2 separate regions of the Mus musculus genome follow, and region 1 is linked to region 2. The links are chromatin contacts, called in public HiChIP or PLAC-seq maps. All regions are on one chromosome and are shown on one strand. Each heading gives the region's core, a stretch centred on a gene start, on an enhancer-like site or on the middle of the called end of the contact. The rest is flanking DNA. Distances are from core to core; before and after follow the strand shown. Region 1 has its middle 31 kb from the start of Selenof. Region 2 overlaps Hs2st1 (heparan sulfate 2-O-sulfotransferase 1).

The links. HiChIP or PLAC-seq counts read pairs in DNA pulled down with a chosen protein or histone mark.
Region 1: a contact with region 2 is called in an H3K27ac HiChIP or PLAC-seq map of embryonic stem cells, with 3 times the contacts expected there. The contact joins two enhancer-like sites. A contact is called at or near these places in 3 of 39 promoter capture datasets (the C10 cell line, liver and pre-B cells), 3 of 484 Hi-C or Micro-C datasets (the CH12 cell line and embryonic stem cells) and 1 of 115 datasets of contacts at active chromatin or transcription factors (embryonic stem cells).

What each region holds. Positions count from the first base shown.
Region 1 is chr3:144,597,957-144,604,420 of GRCm38.p6, forward strand. No RefSeq gene overlaps it. Among named protein-coding and RNA genes, the nearest start is that of Selenof, 31 kb to the left of the region's middle. Within about 2 kb of position 2,490, at least 13 of the 459 cell types and tissues checked have an H3K27ac peak or open chromatin away from gene starts, as enhancers often do. A contact at or near this core is called in embryonic stem cells, where this site is marked.
Region 2 is chr3:144,432,352-144,438,911 of GRCm38.p6, forward strand. It overlaps Hs2st1 (heparan sulfate 2-O-sulfotransferase 1), which reads right to left. Exons shown (of 7, transcript NM_011828.4): 5 at 5,244-5,341; 6 at 3,111-3,268; 7 at 1-2,363. The coding sequence ends at 2,137. Among named protein-coding and RNA genes, the nearest start is that of Gm34434, 53 kb to the left of the region's middle. Within about 2 kb of position 3,385, at least 7 of the 459 cell types and tissues checked have an H3K27ac peak or open chromatin away from gene starts, as enhancers often do. A contact at or near this core is called in embryonic stem cells, where this site is marked.

The sequences.
Region 1 (6,464 bases), core at 1,240-3,739, 160 kb after region 2:
AATGCCGAGGGCGGCGCTTTGACAGCTCCAGTCCTGGTGAATGTGCCCTCTCCTCGGTGGTTATTGCTATTTTAGAACAAGAGGGAGATTAAGCCGGTTGTGGACAGAGACTTTGCCACCACAGACAGAAGAATAGAGGTATTGAAGAATGAAACTTCAAAAAAGAACGTCTGGCATTGACATAGAAAATAAATTGGACTGGTTTCCGGGCAGGAAGAGCCAGTTAAATGAATATCTGACTGGGCAAGGGCCGAGGGGGGAGAATTGCTGAAAAGAGGCCTGAGAAGTCTGTTGTCTTCAAGTGTAGAAAGATCACAGAAGCTGAACCCACAGTATCTGAGCTTCAAGCCTCCCAGGAGCTGTGGCTGATGGGTATCTGCTTAGTCCTACATGGTAATTACAAGTTTCAAGTTGGCCAGTTCAAAGTGGGTTTGGCCAGTTAAAATCAAGGAATGGCTTTTTTAAGAAAGAAACTGATTACTAAGGAGTTTGTATTCTAAAAAGCACCGTTTTATAGCCAGTTCCTGGTGTGTGGTTGAGCTTATTCAAGTTCACAGATATTTGTGACTCTTCTCCCTGTTAAAATTTTGTTACTGCTAACTTTAACTGTTTTGTTATCTCCCCAAATTAGGCAGAGATTTTTAATAAGGACCTCTGAGCAAGATCTGCCTTATCCTGTTGAGAAGATTGGAGCTGAAAGGCGATTCTAAACTCAAAAGCACTGTGCTCTCTGAGTAGACGGGTGTGCATAGGCTGATAGACGTGAGGCCCTGTGCTCTCTGAGTAGACGGGTGTGCATAGGCTGATAGACGTGAGGCCCTGTGCTCTCTGAGTAGACCTGTGTGCATAGGCTGATAGACGTGAGGCCCTGTGCTCTCTGAGTAGACAGGTGTGCATAGGCTGATAGACGTGAGGCCCTGTGCTCTCTGAGTAGACGGGTGTGCATAGGCTGATAGACGTGAGGCCCTGTGCTCTCTGAGTAGACGGGTGTGCATAGGCTGATAGACGTGAGGCCCTGTGCTCTCTGAGTAGACCTGTGTGCATAGGCTGATAGACGTGAGGCCCTGTGCTCTCTGAGTAGACGGGTGTGCATAGGCTGATAGACCTGAGGCCCTGTGCTCTCTGAGTAGACCTGTGTGCATAGGCTGATAGACGTGAGGCCCTGTGCTCTCAGAGTAGACGGGTGTGTGTGCATAGGCTGATAGATGTGAGGCCTGAGGCGCTTCTCACTGACACTGCAGAACACGGGAGTCAGCTGGGCTTCTAGGCAGTTTCACTGAAATGGAACTCCCTTAATAAAGTGCACCCATTACAGTGCACAATCCTGTGACCTCTTAACATGTTCAGAACTGCACAACCATGGGTGGATTGTCTGCATTTCAACACTCCAGAAGGAAATCCTGTCCCATTACCAGTCATTCCCCATGCCTGCTCCACCATCCACACACCACTCCAGTGTCCCATCAGGGTTCATCTGTGCAAGAACAGTCTTGTGTCTTTATAACCAGATAGAATCTGTATGTGCTCCACCATATACTGTTAGGTTCTGAGCGTGACGGGTTTTATTTTTCTTACGTAAGTATGAGAGTAGAAATGTGTTTGTCTCTATTACTGCTTGAGGCTATAACCCAGGGCTTTGCATATGCTAGGCAAGTCCCCTAACATCAAAATGTAACTCCAGCCTCCTGGCCTGATGTTGACTTGTTGAGGAAGTGTTAGCATTCCCAGTGTGGCTTGTTTCCATTTTGCATTCCCGGCTGGAAAGGCAGCAATTCCTGCATGTCCTGAGGTGGGGGAGGTGGGGGGTCTGTTTCAAGTCTGGGTTTCTCAGTGTAGCCCTGGCTGTTCGGAATCTCACTCCAGGCCAGGCTGGCCTTGAACTCAGAGATCCGCCTGCCTCACCTTCCAAGTTCTAAGACTTGCCTAGCTTCCAGGCATTTCTTGAAGGAAATACTCCTTATTGTATGGTCACAGCACCAGGACCCATGGTTGAGTTAAGACCTTCCTTCCCACTCTATGGTAAAGATGTAAAGATGGCTTTCTTTACATCTTGCGGTCCCCTTTTCTGCACTCTGTTCTTTTCCTTGACCCCAGCTTCAGTCGTGAGACTGCACGGATTGCATTCACTCTCTGCTCAGAGGCAACCTGTAAACAGCCCAAATCAAAGCACACAATTACGGTTAAAATAATAAAGTTAATAGAAGAAAAGTACAAAGGAGACAGATATGGCTGGGGATCTTTGAGAAGGTGGCAAACTGAAGCCTAAAAGAATAAACAAAAGCTGTCAAGAAAAAGTAAATGGAAAATACCCTCTGGTCAGCACAAACAAACAACCCCTCTGACCTGGGAGTAAGAGTGTGAGTGTGAGTGTGTGTGTGTGTGTGTGTGTGTGTGTGTGTGTGTGTGTGTGCATGCATGTGCATAAGTGGATGCTGGTACAGACCAGAGGTCACCTTTCCCCACCCCACCTTTTGTCCCTAACCTTTTGTTTATAGAAACAGAGCCTCACTTGCTGTGAACTGACTGGCCTGTGTAGCCCCTCACTGGGCTTGCAACCACACCACCACCACATCCAGGATTTTTGGGTTGTTTGGGTTTTTATTTTTTTGTTTCTGTTTTTGTTTGTTTGGCTGGGTTTGGTTTTGGGGTTTTTTTTCTGGTGTTTGGTTTGGTTTGGTTTTTAAGGTTACTTGGCATCCAGCTCAGGCCCCTGTGCTTGCCAGTGCTTTAACAACTGAGCAGTCTCCTCAGCCCAAGTCTAGCCTTTCCCATACCCTAAAGACGGTCACCATGTCTGACAGCCCAGAAAGAAAAGTGATGGGAAATGACCTTGGAGAGGAGGCAAAGGTGACGGTGCGTGCCATGGTAACAATTTAGCTGTATTCCAGTTCTCAAAACAAGAAGCCTTAAGTAAGGCAATGACAAAGCAAGTTCAGTATAAGGGTCATGGACAGGCAGCGGGTATCATCACTGCCGCTCAGTCATTGATCACTGAAGCTCAATCATTGATCACAGAAGCCTGGAAGGTAATCTCTTCAGTTAAGATCCTCAAATGTCCTGCACATCCTTTTTCCAATTTGCTTTTTAAAACTACTCAGTTTCCTTTGCAGGAAAACAAACCTAAGCATCAATGTTAAATTGAGTTTCCAGGGTTCATTTGTATAAGCGCAACCCTTGGAATACTTACTAGCTTGTGAAACAGGGAATTTCGCCTGTTCCCCCTCTTCCTTGGGCCCTCTGCTCTTTTGATAGGGTCTCCCTTTGTTGTTCAGGCGGGTTTTGAATTTCTGGGGTCAACTGATCTTTCTGCAACTGCCTCCTGAGTCACTCCAGACATTTGACATCTCACCAACATGAATCTCAAATCTAGATCTCCATAGAAGATCTGTAGCCCAGGCTGACCTAGAACTTGGAATCTCTCAGCCTCTTGGGTGCTGGTTACAAGCGTGCACCAGTCGTCTCATCTACCACCCAGCCAGTGTTCCGACCCAGGATCCCAGGTCATGTCTGATCTAAATCATGAACCCCTTTCTTTACCATCCCACATCTGAGATCTCTTCTGGCCGCACTGCATTCTGGTCCCTTTCTTCCTGGCTTGAGCATCTCCAAAATGGCTACAGCCCAGACTGAAGGGCTTTCCTGCCTCTCCCTGCCCAATGTGAGCTTATAAACAATGACTTGAATCCCTAGCCAAACCCTCTACAGCCAAGTTTCTGTTGCAGCAGCATCTTAGTTAGGGTTTCCATTGCTGTGAAGAAACACTGTTGAGGTTTGGTCTGTCGCTATGGATTGCAATGCTAAATTCTCTACCCAAAGGCTAATAAGTGAATTCTCACATTTACAAGATTTTGTTGTGCAAACCTTGTTCCTTGATCTAAAATTATTGGTTAAATAAAGTTGGCTATAGCCAATTACTGGAGGGATTTGAAGGCAGGTGGGTTTTGAGTTACCTGGCTGGGAGTGGAAAAGCCAGAGGAGTGAGGAGAGACCAGAAGGAGGAGGTAGAATGAGAGGAGAGGAGGAAGCCGCCACGAGGGGAGATGGACCGTGAGCACGTGGCCAGGAGAAACAGCAAGTTATCTGGGGTACAGTGCTGAGGAGGCAGCCAGGCCAGCAGTTAGAAGAATAGATTAGGGGTTACCCCCTCTCCCTAGTAATTGTCAAAGCCAAATGAAATAACAGTAGTCTGAGCCTCATTTATTTTTAAGCTTGTCGAGGATAAACTCAAATTGGTTGTACTTCAAGGCAATTCTTATAAAAGAAAACATTTAATTGGGGCTGGTTTATAGTTTCAGGGGTTCAGTTCATTTTCATCATGGTGGGAAGTATGGCAATATTCAGGCAGACATCTCACTAGAAGAGTTCTACATCTTGATCTGAAGGCAGCCAGGAGGAGGGTCTCTTGCACACTGGGCAAAGCTTGGACACAGGAGCCCTCCAAGGCCACCTACACAGTGACATCCTCACTCCAACAAGGCCACACCTATTCCAGCAAGGTCACACCTCCTAATAGTGTTATTCACTGTGGGCCAAGCGTTCAAACCCATGAGTCTATGGGGGTCAAACTTATTCAAACCACTACAAGCAGTAACTCCAAAACCTACTCAAAATGATTGTCATGCTCACCTATCTGTCCTGTGAGAGTGCCCTGTGAGAGCAGATCACCTCTGTTTTATGAGGCCCCTCTTCAGAGAGAGAACCTTAACCCATACAGCTATCAGTCTTTCCATTAGGCAGCCTGAGTTTCCTCCCAGGTTGTCGAGTGGGCTCCCAAAATAAACACGTTATTTTGTAGGCCACTGCCCTTCTTTAATGCATGGGGCCGGAAATTCCACATCTCCCCAGAGGGTTACAAAGCCCAGCTTCAAGGGAAAGAGCAGGGACTTATTGACGAAGCATGATTATTAGCATTCTGCACTGTAACAAAATCCCTGAGATGCTCTACTTCTAGGAGGAAAGAGACTTTGGCTCACGGTTTCCCGTGTTGTGAACCACAGTGTTTGGCCTGTGGCTTTAGAGTCTGACACAGCAGTGTATCATGGCAGGAAACACCCAGCAAAGTGCTGCTCATCTCGTGGTTGCTGGGAGGGAAAGAAAAAAGGAAGCCTGGTATCCCAGCATTCCTTTCCAGGCGTGCAGCCAATGATCTAACTTATTACCTCCAGGCCTCACCTAAAGGCTCCACCACCTCCCAAGAGCATCACACGTCACAAAACAGCCTTCAGCATTGGGACTTTGGACATTCAAGATCCAAACGGTACAGCGGATGCCAAATTTTGCAGGTTTTAAAGATTTTTTTTTCTTAATTATGAATATATATGGACAGGAATGTGGCACATCAGAGTCAGAAGAGGATGTTGGATCCCCTGGAACTGAAATTATAGGGGGTTGTGAGCTGTCAGATGGGTGCTAAGAACCTAACGGGTCCACTGCAAGATCAGTGAGACCTCAACCACTGAGCCATCTCTCCAGCTGTAAGGTAGTTTTCTTTTTATGTGTTTGTGTATGGCTCTATGTTCACCCTACGCGTGTAGAAGCTCATGGAGACCAAATGAGAGTGTCAGATCTTCCAAGTGGAGTTACAGGTAGTCATGAACTGCTCAATATAGGTGCTGGAAACATCTGTCTCTCTGGGCCATCAAGAACACTTTAAAAGATAAACACTGCTCATCTCCCGGCCAGCACTACATTGGGGGTGGACAGCGTGATTGTTTGGTTTGGTTTTGCTCTCAGGATTTGTCTCCCATGGGGAACTTGAGAAACTCCAAGTCACTAACATGCAAGCCCAGATCAGTCCACTTGTTAGGCACTCTGATGACGCAAGAAGGAACAGAAATCATCTTTCAGAGATCTGATGTAAGCAAAGCAACCTAATCAGCTATGAACTGCTAAAGAAACTCTAAAGAGAGTAAACTACTAAAGAGAGTAACATGAATACCTCTGAAGCTCAGTACAAGGCCCTCAGCCTTAGAGCAGAGCAAGTGTTGTGGGACACTCACTAACCCTTGCACAAGTCAGTAACTGTGCTTGTCTGGTCACTTTTTCTGTAATTCCTATCAATGAGCATTTTCAGGATACAATCTACATGTAGCAATTGAACATCTCTTCTAATGTATCAACTTGGCTAGGCTACAGTACCTACTTTCTTCAAACATTAGAAGTAGCCACTGAGGTCCTTTCTGGATGTGATTAGCATTTATAAAATGACCTCTGTAATGTAGGGAATGACCTTAAGAATGCTTGATAGCCTTAGAACAAAGGTGAAGGCTTCTTTCTCTACACAGACAGAATTCTGTGTTAAGTCTGCAGCATTCCTGGGTTTCTAGACTACTAGTCTCCTCTGTAAATACCTGACTTAAGACAGCAATATTGTTCTGCTAGGCTGCCCTGCTTGCAGTAGACTTCAGACGTCCCGACCCCTCCAGCTACATGAGTCAGTTCCTTAAAATAGAAAAGAAGTCCAT
Region 2 (6,560 bases), core at 2,135-4,634:
TAACTACCTAAGAGTTTAGTGCGAACTCTCAAGAATAACCTCAGATTTACTCAACAGCCAGATGCCTGCCTGGACAAGAAAACAACTTGCTTTTAGCAGGACCTAGAAACTTGCACTGGAAAGGACGGAGGGGGAAGGGAAACGTTGCTATGTTCCCCTAATACTTTCATCTCGGCGGAGCCTGTGACTCAGTCGTTCCTTTAATCTTCCTAAGTGCTTTCTGATATACAGTGTCCTTCACTCCTCCTATTACACAATAAATACTTTAAAGTCTTCTGTTGAAAATGCTTTGTTTGATGAGGTCCTGTTTAGAAACATTTAAAGATACAAATAATTACTCCTTTAGAAAAGTGTGTCTGAGAGGAATCTGAATCCTGGCTGTAAAGAGGGAGTAGGTGAAGAATTAATAGAGAAATTAAATTCTACAAAGGACACTTTAACAAGCACAAGTGTAAAATAGCCACCATTTTCGGATGACAAAGTTAGATACAAACAAGAACATCCTTCAAGTTTATAGAAGGCTTTCCTGCTCCTCAGCTAGTGACGGTCTGAGTCTCTCGAGTGCATAAGCCGTTCACACTTCAATAGTTGCTTAAGCACAGAAGATAAAACACTGAGAAGATATTTATCAAACACAAATTTATATCAAGAGGAAGGGGTTTTTTTTCTCATAAAGCTTAAAAGTGGATTTTCCCTTTTTGTTGCTAAAATAGAGACTATGAAACTATCAGCTAGAGATACTTCTGTGACAACACCTCACATTTGAACACCACGCCACAGTTTTAAAGTGCTCTTCGCCATGCCATCTTCCTTAGTCCTCACAACATCCCTGTGAGGCAGGGAGAGAAGGTCTTAGTGTCCTGATATCAAGATGAGGAAGCTGAGGCAGGGAGGTCAGGTGACTTCCTAACGTCACACAGCAGGAAGGTGACAGCAGAGCTGGAACCAGAGATGGAACCCTCAGACTCTACGACCTTTTCTATGACCACTACTGCCTCAGGGGTGAGCACTGTTCTCTATCAAACTTGAAAGGCTACGTTAGCTCATTTTAGTGACATCCTAACAGTAACGTTAAACGAGAAATACCAGAATAGGATAGGAGGTCTGACGACTTTACTCGACATAATAAAACGGGTGCAACACCACTGTTGTCTACTTACTTGTAACTTTTTGGTCCAAATACATAAAATATGCAATATTTACAGCACTTTCCTTTTGTAAATGCAATGCTTTAAAACACATTATAAAGCACCGTAGTAAAAATAGTCTACAGGTAAAAGTACAGAGTAGGCAAATCCTACCCACATCACAGCTCACTGATGGAGTCGCCATGTGCGGTCACCAATATGCCAGTGTTCAGGGGTACAGATACGCCATGAAGGAACAAGTATTAAACTCAATTTTTTGATATTGATATGTGGAAATCCTTAAGAAAGCCTCAGATAATGTCCACATTCTTAGAAATATCATTCCAATATTGGATACTGGGGTGACAGGAGTCAGGAATACTGCTTTAACTTTTTACCTTCTTACAGTATTATTCATGGTTTAAGTTGATTTCTTTAACACTAATGATCATCAAATAAAATAAAATAAAGCCTACATAAATATGGGCAAACCCAACTGTAGCAGAAATGTTCTGGGAAAACACGATCAAACATTCTAATAAACTTTGTGAGACATGATTCATACAAATAAATCAGATACTGCCAAACATATTTTAGCACTATCCAGCAGAGGTGGCGGCACAAACTCCAGAAGGGTAAGTGGCAAACAGACTCCTCTTCATTCAAGGAGAGGCAAAGAAATGCTTATGCAAACCTCTTCTGAAATGGTATTCAGCCATCTGACTAAACGTCCATGTGTGTATTTTAGGCAATGTAAGTCCCCATGTCCCTGCACCAGGAGAAGATTATAACTATCATGAAAACGAAAATAAAACAACAAAAAAGTAAAAATGCCAGAAAGTTAAAAACTCCACAGGACTCCGCCAGCCCGCCAGCATCTCACTCCTTGACATTCATGTCTGTCCCCAGCTCAGCGTGGCTCACAGCTCGCACACGCATCAGCAGGGGGCTGAGAAGGGTGGTGACACAGTCAAGTTCCGGGGCAGGAGTGCTCTGGCCACACCTGCGCTCAGTTCGACTTAGGGTAAATCTTTTCGTAGAAAAAGTTCTGGGCCAGGATGTAGAGGTCTCCGTCTTTCTCGCGGACAGCGTGAGCTCGGATGAACTGGAACTGCTCCAGAGCAAACTCATAGAACTCATTCTCCATCTTCCAAATGTCAGACTGCTGCAGCTTCGCGATAGTCTGCTTGGTGGGCAGCTTCTTCTCTGTGGTTTTCCTAAGGTGAGATTTCTTTCCTACTTACGATGGAAAGACAGGAAACATAAATAATTCTTACAGAACACACACAGACATGCCTCTTTACTTGAAGAAGTGGTTTCTGCTAATAAGACAATGTGAAGGGCAAGTAACACATTACCCTATAACATTAATAACATAATCCAGCAAAATCCAGAAAGCTAACCTCATCCGAGGCAGCACCATTACAAGGTGAATCCTTAAAAGACCCAACAAAATGCCCAAGTAGTAAATGCAAGACTCCACTCAGTAAGTGGAGTCTCTCACCCTCTCCACTCTAAGAACCATTTACTTATTTTTAAACAACCACCACTACCAGTGTCCAGTTGTGTGTGTGTGCGTCCCTGGAGTCAGTCCTTTTCTCCTATCACATATCTGGGCTCCTGCCACAAGTGCCCTCACACTGTTGAGCTAGCTTGCTGGCCCTTGCTTATTTAAAAAAAAAAAAAATTTCCGATAAAGCCTTTATCTAGCTTCCCACCACCTATATTTGCTACAATAGTGGAGAATGGAGGGTAGATGCAAACTCTAGGGGAGTTTGAGGTAAGCTGTCACACAAAACCATCAATATCGATGGACTCACAATGGTCTGGACGTGCCCTTAGACAAGCGACTGCAGAAATACAGCCCACGATGGCTGTTCTTGTGTTTAGCCTTCCCACCCCACCCCTCTTCTAGAACCGTAGTCTACTTTATCACAGAGCAAGTCAGTGAGGGCCGTGGAAACCAACCTCCCACACACATACCTGTACGGTAGAGGTCGGTAGCGCCCCGGAAGAATCGGGGCAAAGCTGCCTCGAGCAGCATGATGAAGTCCTCGAGCTCCTCGGTGACTCCCACCAGGAAGTACTCATTAATGAGGTTAGACTTAGCCTGGTCCATGGCCCATCTGCTCCCTACATTCCTGAGACCACAGAAAAGGAATAAAACTCGGTCACGAAATCTGCTAAGTGTTGTGGAGGAAATAGGGAGGCAGGCGCGCAGGCGAGCACAGTAGCGGCAGCGCCCTTAGAGGGCACCTCTGGGAAGGCGACCTGGATTCTAACTCTCCCCACTGCCACACAGACAGACGCTCCTGAAGGGTTCTGGAAATGAACTGACTTTAAGGACGGTTTGTTTGGATCATACGTCCTTTATCTGACTTAGTGTGCACTATGTGTTTTAAAACTACTCTAAAACTTTGCTCATTCTGAGAGCCCCTTTGGTAAAGTAGAAGCAATTTGTGTTTATTGTTTATCTTAATTTGTAAACTCCATGTCTTTTCTTTCCATAAGCTTTAGTGTTTCCTGAAATTCTGAGAAACAGAAAGTAGGTAAGAAGAGGCTCTGCTTACAATCTTTTTGTTTACAGTGTGAGCTAATGTTGTTAACGGGTTTCACCCTAAATAGACTGTACTTCTGGGATCTAATTAGCACCAACATTCTTTACGCTTAACTCTGGCTCTGCATTTTAAGTGCCAATGTGATCCCAAGGCTGTGGCTTCACTCTATTTTCTCAACTATTAAAACAAAGTCAGAACCACAAGCCAAAAAACTGGGTGTGGTGGTGCATTCCTGTTATCCTGGCACATGGGAAGTGGAGACAGGAGGGTTACAAGTTCAAGGGCAGCCTGGGCTACAAGAGATTCTACCTCAAAAGAACCTTAAAGCGGGGAGAAAGAAGGGCTTAGTTGATTTCTAAGGTCTCCCCAAGCTGTGTATGAAATATATGAAGTATCCTCTCTATTTAAAACTCAATTGGGCAATACTTTTCATTATTCAAAAGCAGGGCCTGGCAAACTTTTTCTACAAAAGGCAGAGAGTAAATGTCTTAGGCTTTGTAGGCGATATGGCTTAAACCATATTGTTTAAGTCTGCTATCTCAGCAGATGGTAAATGCACCAGCATTAGTGGCTGTGCTCTATAAAGCTTTATTTACAAAACGCAAGTTCTCTGCCATATCTGGGCCATTGAATTAGTTTCCTTTTCAGAGAAAGTGGCTAAAACCTGAAAGACTCTCCCAGCGTTTCCAATTCTCTTTCTATGAAGATGCTTTGGAGCAGCCTACAGGCAGGACCTTAAACTTTCTGTCAATCTACGCTGCTCAGATAATTTAGAAATCTCTTGAAGTTCCCATTATAGTTTAAGAAATATACTAATTCAGAATGGATTTTGTTTCTGTATTTTTCTATCAAAATGATTGAATAAACCAAGTATGGCAGTGCATGTCTGTTCCCAGCACTGCAGAGTCTGAGGCAAGCGTCTCAAGTTCAGGAAACCAAAGGGCGGGCACACAGCCCGGTGATACACTACTTGCCTCGCTTGTGCAAGGCTCCAGATCTCATCTTTAGAGCCCCCAAAATAAATGGTCGACTAGAATAAATAAATGAGTACAAATATTTAAAGAACTTGGACACAGGACATTCTGGGGATATAAGGTTTTTTTAAAATTAAAATCCCTTCTTACCTCGTGTTTACTAGCTGACTAGATTACAACCACACGTTATAAGAGTATTGTTGGATACTTAAAAACTCAAAATAAGTTTAACAATAAAATCAGATGAATACTTCTTGGCTTTGTTTGATCTACTTGAAGCAGTAAACTTAGGACAAAATAAGGTTTCTGAAATGACCTCTGACCTCTAAGATCCTCTGCTGCAATTCAGCAAAACAGAACTCCAAAGCAAAAATAACTGCAGTTGATAAGCCACACCGTGAGAGCATGTTGACAGTGAACCTTTAAAACCATTTAGAGAAAACAAATCTAGATATTTACATGTCAGGTGAGGTTCGGACTCTCATAATTCTCTATCCAGCCCTGGCTACCCCAGCCCGGCTCATGGGATGTGGGTTATGGAGGTAAGGAAGAAGTTTATTATTTAGTTTCGTTTGTTGTCCTACCAGCATTCTGAGCTGTGGCCACAGAAGAACGGGATCTGAAGCCAGAGCTTCTCTGGAGCACAGTCGGAGCCGCCCTCAGCCACACATTCATCGAAGGTCTGCAGCAAAGACAAGAGCGCGGGCAAGTCAAAAGACTCTCTAAAGGCACGTGTGCTTGTAAGCATAGGATGCCATGGTGTGCAGGAAGGTCAGAGCAACCCTGGGCATCGGCCCTTGCCTTAGCTCTTGTTTGAAACAGGGTCTTTTATCTGCCGCTGAGGGCATTGGGCTACCTGGCCCACAAGATTAAGGGATCCTCTTGTCCTCACAGTACCCGTCTCACCAAAAACCATTGCGAGATTAGATGGTCACCATGGCACCCAGCTCTACATGTCGGAGGGAGCTGAAGCCAGGTCTCCACACTGCAAGGCAAGTGCTCTGCTCAGTGACTCATCTCTGCAGCTCTCAAATGGGTAACACGGTAAGTTAGGAAGGAACGAGTGCAAGTGTGTGGGATGAGGGAGATGGCCCAGTGGTTAAGAGCACTTGTTCCTGCAGAGGAGCGAGCTAAGTTCCCAGCACGAACACATGGTTCCCAACCACGCACACATCTGACCTCTAGTGAGAAACACGAGTGAGCGCCCGCTCCCTGCCCCGCGCAAGTCCTGCTTACTTTTGACAAGGAGCATCTGCCCTTACCATATTAGTCTGTCCTATGGCTTCTTCAACATATTAAGGTACCCCAAATCTCTGTAACTCTCCTAAAATGCTCTTCCTTGGTAGACTGATTCTTCTAACCGAGGTTACATGAGGCCAGCCTTCTGGTGGAAAGGCGCTTTTCCTCTTTTGAGTTGTATATGCTGCCTTGCTAACAGCCTGAGGAAGGGTACATACTTGTCTGCACGTGTCACCTTTATGTCCATAGGAAGCTTCATGGACTAGTGATATCATGTGTCCTGCTCCTCAACTATGGTCACAGCCATGTGCACACTGCATGCCGGAGCACACTGTGCGGTGCCACACGACTGTAGGCAGAACTAGCACACGGAAGTGCTGCTGCAGAAACCTCCTTTCGGATGGCAATACTAGAGGAAGTGTGGTGAGCTGGAGACAAGGCCACTCTTTTCATGACACAGATGAGATCGCCCTCACCGTTTCCCTGGATTCGCATTACGTATGTGCAATCTGTCTAAGTGGAAAACAGTGCCCTTGGCCACTGCATTACTTAGGCCTTTCCTAGCCGGTCTGTGTGAGGGCGAGTTGTTTTTTTTTTTAAATACAGGATCTCACGACTTAGACCAGACTGTCCCTGGATTCAGCGACCTGCCTGCTCCTGCC